Linked DNA regions of Pan troglodytes: region 2 is linked to region 1. The links are chromatin contacts, called in public Hi-C maps. All regions are on one chromosome and are shown on one strand. Each heading gives the region's core, a stretch centred on a gene start, on an enhancer-like site or on the middle of the called end of the contact. The rest is flanking DNA. Distances are from core to core; before and after follow the strand shown.

Evidence for each region. A called contact is a pair of places that touch in the nucleus more often than the background predicts.
Region 2: a Hi-C map of stem cell-derived neural progenitor cells shows a contact between it and region 1, with 10 times the contacts expected there. The contact joins the promoter of GRIN2B here to the enhancer-like site in region 1. A contact is called at or near these places in 1 of 7 Hi-C or Micro-C datasets (stem cell-derived neural progenitor cells) and 1 of 1 datasets of contacts at active chromatin or transcription factors (stem cell-derived excitatory neurons).

Annotation. Positions count from the first base shown.
Region 1 is chr10:20,882,842-20,885,629 of NHGRI_mPanTro3-v2.0_pri, forward strand. The region is part of intron 5 of GRIN2B (glutamate ionotropic receptor NMDA type subunit 2B); the gene reads right to left. Among named protein-coding and RNA genes, the nearest start is that of GRIN2B, 240 kb to the right of the region's middle. Within about 2 kb of position 1,355, at least 3 of the 24 cell types and tissues checked have an H3K27ac peak or open chromatin away from gene starts, as enhancers often do. A contact at or near this core is called in stem cell-derived neural progenitor cells, where this site is marked.
Region 2 is chr10:21,124,744-21,127,531 of NHGRI_mPanTro3-v2.0_pri, forward strand. GRIN2B (glutamate ionotropic receptor NMDA type subunit 2B) reads right to left here and starts at 1,386. Exons shown (of 15, transcript XM_016922999.4): 1 at 1,167-1,386; 2 at 593-827.

The DNA of each region.
Region 1 (2,788 bases), core at 105-2,604:
AAAACATGGTGAAGACAGCACGGGAGGAAGTCAGCACGTCAATACATCCCTGAGGCTGTTGAGTCAGTATCAGTTGATACACTTTAGAAGACTCTTGTATCTGAAAAAGAAAAATGTGGCTGGGTGTGGTGGCTCAGGCCTGTAATCCCAGCACTTTGGGAGGCCAAGACAGGCACATCACCTGAGGTCAGGAGTTCGAGACCAGCCTAACCAACATGGAAAAACCCTGTCTCTACTAAAAATACAAAATTAGTCGGGCATGGTGGTGCATGCTACCCAGCTACTTGGGAGGCTGAGGCAGGAGAATCGCTGAACCTAGGAGGCGGAGGTTGTGGTGAGCTGAGATTGCACCATTGCACTCCAGCCTGGGCAACAAGAGTGAGACTCCGTCTCAAAAAAAAAAAAAAAAAAAAAGAAGAAAAGAAAAAAAAAAGCTAACTTCTGATGATCCTAACCAACCTATTTTACTGGGATTACTTTATTCATCATTACTGCCTCTACCACATAGCTTCCCTGCCACTGCTCTCTACTGTTCACCAAATGTTTGGGGAATGCAGGTCTCTCCTGGCCAGTGAGATGGTGAACACCTGGGCTGTTCCCCACAGTTCTGAGCACTCAGTAGGTACTCCCTGGTGTAATACTTGTGGCTGATGAGAAAGATTCTGAAAAAAAATAGCTGATTGCATGGAGAATGGTTCTAAACACACAAGTGTTCAACTTGGCTAAGGTGGTTAATTTTGGAACTGGGCTGAATGTTCGGGGAAGGAAGCGCATCCCTAAGGATTGAGCCACTAGAGGCCGCTCTGAGCCAGATTCTCACTAAATCATGCTATGAAGAGGAATCACATCAAAGGGAAAAGGAACGCTGCTGAGTAGCACCGGGAGTCATGGCAACACCATGGTTCCTATTTTTAAACTTAGTGAGTGAGCCCACAAAGTGCGGGTGTATGCACGTGGGGGAAGGGGACTCTGGTCTATTTCCAAAGAATATTCTTTCACGAAGTTTTGAGTTTGCAGGTGGCCAATAAACTGAGACAATGAGATTAGAGAATCAAACTAGAATCAGCTATATTGGAATGGTTCCTTTCTCCTGAACTCCACTCTCTTAGTCTCTATCAGAAAGGATCCTCCATGGCCTTGGATCAGAGGTACCAGGAAATTCGTGATGGTTTTCACTAACATTCTGAAATTCTTCGTTCCTGAAGCTCATTCTGCTAGTCTTTTAGGCAATTCACTTTATATTTCAAGAAAAATAAGTCTAAACAGCAAACTAAAAGCATCTGTGCACACTCCACTCCTTGTGAAGACACTCAGATGAATGCTATGTATTGTCTGTATTCCCGGCATCCGGCACAGGGTTCAGTACATACAGAATACGGGGTCCACATTCCTACTGGATGTGTCACTCAGTGAATTAAGAGTGAATGTAATTTTGCAAAGTGCAGAAAAGTGGGCCCCACATGTCCCATTTCTTTCATTTCTAATAGCATTTTCTTTTTTTTTTTTTTTAACTTTTCTCCAATCTCCAGCTGAATACAAGGCTTAAACAAATCCAAACTTATCTGACCTGTCAAAAATGAATAGTGGTACTGGAGGACATTTGTAAATCATGGCAGAGGCCAAGGTCTTGTTTTGTTCTATTGCATGTCCCTGACAGTATTTTCAATGCATCTGTAATCTCCCTGAACCTTGGCAGGTTGTAGACCAGAAAGTCTCCACCCGCTTCAGTTCCAAGGATTTTTCAGGTATGCAAAGACTACAAGTTGTTGTTTTTTCCTCTATGGGTTAAAGGATTTGGGAATAGGATAAGAAAAAATAATCCTCCTTCCCATTAGGAAAAGGGAGGTATCAGCAAGATCAGAGCAAGACCAGCAAGTAGAGATGGGCACACTTCAGGACAGAGAGTGAGATGAGCAGGTTCAGTGTAGGAAGTCTTTACCATGTGTGTCCTGGATGCCACTCCCAGGCTGATTCTGGATTTATCATGGTCTAGTCTTTAGGGCAAGAAATAGCAGAGAATCCAAGAAAGTAAACTATTTTTTTATTTTATTTTATTTTATTTTATTTTATTTTATTTTATTTTATTGCGATGGAGTCTCACTCTGTGAGTGCAGTGGTGTGATCTCGGCTCACTGCAACTCCACCTCCCGGGTTCAAGCAATTCTCTGCCTCAGCCTCCCAAGTAGCTGGGATTACAGGCATCCGCCACCACGCCCGGCTAATTTTTTTTGTATTTTTAGTAGAGACAGGGTTTCACTATCTTGCCCAGGCTGGTCTTGAACTCCTGACCTCATGATCCACCCACCTTGGCCTCCCAAAGTGCTGGGATTACAGGCGTGAGCCACCGCGCCCAGCCAGGAAACTCTTTATTACCAAACCACCCTGTCCCACAGGTTAATGATATGTTTATATACATGTGAGTCATGCCTAATTCACTCAACCTCTTTAGCAAAGGACATAGAAAGATGAACAACCTGGGGCAAAGTACGCCTGGAATTCATAAAAATTTGAGTTTGAAACACAAAGTAAGCAAAAGTCTTAATCTTTCTGGATCTCAGGGGGTTTGGGGTTTTTTGTTGTTGCTTTTGTTTTATTTTTTTGAGACAGGGTCTTGCTCTTTCACCCAGGCTGGAGTGCAGTGGCATGATCATGGCTCGCTGCAGCCTCTATCTTCCTGGGCCCAAGTGATTCTCACCTAAGCTTCCCAGGTTGCTGGGACTACAGGTGCATGCCACCATGCCTGGCTAATTTAATATTTCTGTATTTTATAAAGATGGGGTTTTTGCCA
Region 2 (2,788 bases), core at 136-2,635, 240 kb after region 1:
CATCTGCATTGCTGCTGACATGTCTGTCTCGCTCTCCCCATCGCCTCCAGCAGCAGCGCCGCCTCCCACCCCGGGCTTGGGCTGAATGGGTTCTGATTGTGCACGGGGTGCACACTGGGCATTTCTTGGAAGGGGCACACTGACACGCGCGCACACACGCCCCCGACGCGCACGCGCCCCGCGCGCACTCACACTCACCCCCGCGCACACTCACCCCCGCGCACACTCACGCTGCCGCCGCGCTGAGGTGCAGCGCACGGGGCTTCACCTGCAACGTGTCGATTGGACGGATGGGCTCGGCGCGTGGGTCCGGCCCGGGGCGCCGCTGCCCTGCCCCTCTGCTAGGTGAAGGGATGAAACCCCCCAAAAGACCAGAGACAGCCCTACCCAGTCACAGCACCCCCTCCCCCACAAAAAAAAAAAACCTTTAAAAAAGCCACGTCCAAATTAGCAAGTGCCGGGTTCTGCTGGATTTCAGAGCTTTACCTCATGCCAGATTGGTTCACGATTTCACGGCTTCGACCCTTTATCTGCCTGACACCCCCAAACCCCTACATTCAAAGGAGAGACTCCAAAGCCCATCTTTACGTACCGGCTCCGAGCGCCTCCGCGGTTGCAGTCTGCGGAGAGGGGTGGCCGGTGGCTGGGAATGGAGGGTTTTCCTTTCCTGCAAAGCAGGATTAATGATCCGTCTCGGGGGTTTTGAAGTTCATGACTCTTCTTTGCAGGGCAAAAGGATATGCATTCGGACGCCAGCACTACTGGATGGTGGTGATCAAGAATCACCCTTGACGAGCACTCTCGATAGAGCGAAGCCCCGAGATTTCCTAGAGGTGAAGAAGCCGGAGGAAGTGGTTTTTGAAAGGGGGTGGGGGGAACCTTCCTTTCTCAAAAAGAGGTAGGGGGTGGAGAGGCAGGAGCCCAGATTCCAGTTGGTGAGGATCGGAGCCGGGGGAAGGGAAGCGGGCGGGGGCAGGCTGTGCAAGTCAACCGCGCGGCAGCCGGAGAGGGAGAGCAGGAGGGGAGGAGGGGAGCGTCAGAAAAATGGGTATTAATCACCGGGGACGGGGGGAGGCGCGGGGAACGCAGGTTGCCTGGTCTGGATTTGGGTCTCACACTCAAAAACGTGCCGCGCACACACACACAGACACACACACACACCCTACCTCGCACACCCTGACTCCGGGGGGGAGGAGAAACCCACGAAGCTGGGGAAGATACTGCTTCTGCTCCCAGGGGCGGGTGTGAGCGCGCGTGTCCTCTTTCTGCACACCCCCCACCCCACCCCACCCCCAAGCCCCTGCACCCCCTCACTCCTCTTGCTAAGACTCTGGCGGAGGCAGCTTCCCACGTCATGTGCTGGGGAAGTGGGGTGGGAAGGGGGATGGAAGGGGGACGGAAGGGGGAAGAAGCTTAGCCCGAGTCCGTGGCGCCTCCTCCCGGCCGCAGCGGGGAACAGCACCGACGGAGAGCGGCTGAGGGACGAGGGGAGCTAGACAGTGCCCCCCGTGGGCGGCCCGCGGGCTGCGGAAAGCATCTCCAAGGCGGAGCTGTAGTTCGAAATTGAAGACCCTTGCCGTATTTTCCATAAATCAGCCTGTGCTTCCTACGAGCATTCTGTGTGTCGGACGCAGTCTGGGACCGGGTTCTTTCTTGCCTTCAAGGAGCTTAAGATCTATCTGAGCACACGAGGCTGACGCCTAACACAATAGAAAACAAAGCAAAGCAGGTGTCATTCGTGGCTAAATTGTATAGTATAGACCATACGCGTGCTTTTCTGGCTGCTAGTGAAGGCGTGAGGAGTTTGACATTTTTTATTAAAGTGGATCCTGTTATTTAAATGCCTTGAGAAGAGAAGATGGTGAGGCCCGTGAATAATCCCTAAAGGAAACTGGATTTCCTGGCATTTACAAACCCACCCTCTTTGAAAAGGCAAACATCCATTCATTTCTCTTCCTATTGAACTCTTTTATATTTTAATAGCCCTTATCACCACCTGTAGTATTGTTTACTTTTAACATTAATATTATTCTATATGCATCATTTTCATTCTCATCCATTGTCTTTTCAAATATCTAGAATACTACAGTGGTGGAACATTTTCATATTGGTTATATCATGGGCTTCTCACCAGCATTCCTGAGAAGCGGCCATACAAACGCACAGGAGAGAAGGCTGTGTGAGTGGATATACCTAGTGGCTTGGAACTTTAGTCTGTAGAAGCCATCAGATATGTTTTTGCTGTCCTGTAGACCAGACTACTCATACTTCTGAGCTACAGTAATTCTTCTGTTTCCTGGTTTTTCTCAGGCTTAATTTTTGAATCTAACATATTTAACACACACGAACACATAAGCATTGTGTGAAAACACAAATAGAGTGTGTTCACATGCAAATTATTCCTTCTCAGTAATGGTTTTCTATTTTTCTGAGAGTTAGAACTGATCTTTCACTACTTTGGGGAAGTGTCGAAGCACCCCAGAGTTGCTGTGCCCTCTTGATACACAACAGCCAATCCAAGCCCCTCTAATAATTTGTCTCCAGGGTTTTGAAGTTCACCTGCCTATGGGCAGGTTTGCAGTTGTTAGAACGCCGATTCCAAGAGGAGTATAGAATGCAGAAAGCAAGAACCTAATAGAGATTTCCTGAAACACTCTTCCCTGAATTTTCCAGGAAAATTACCGTTACCTGGTCCATTACCTTCAGAATAACATCCAAGCTCACTCAAGGATTTTCATGGGTTGACCTTGAATCTACTTTTTAAATTTTTATATTTTTTATTTCTGGC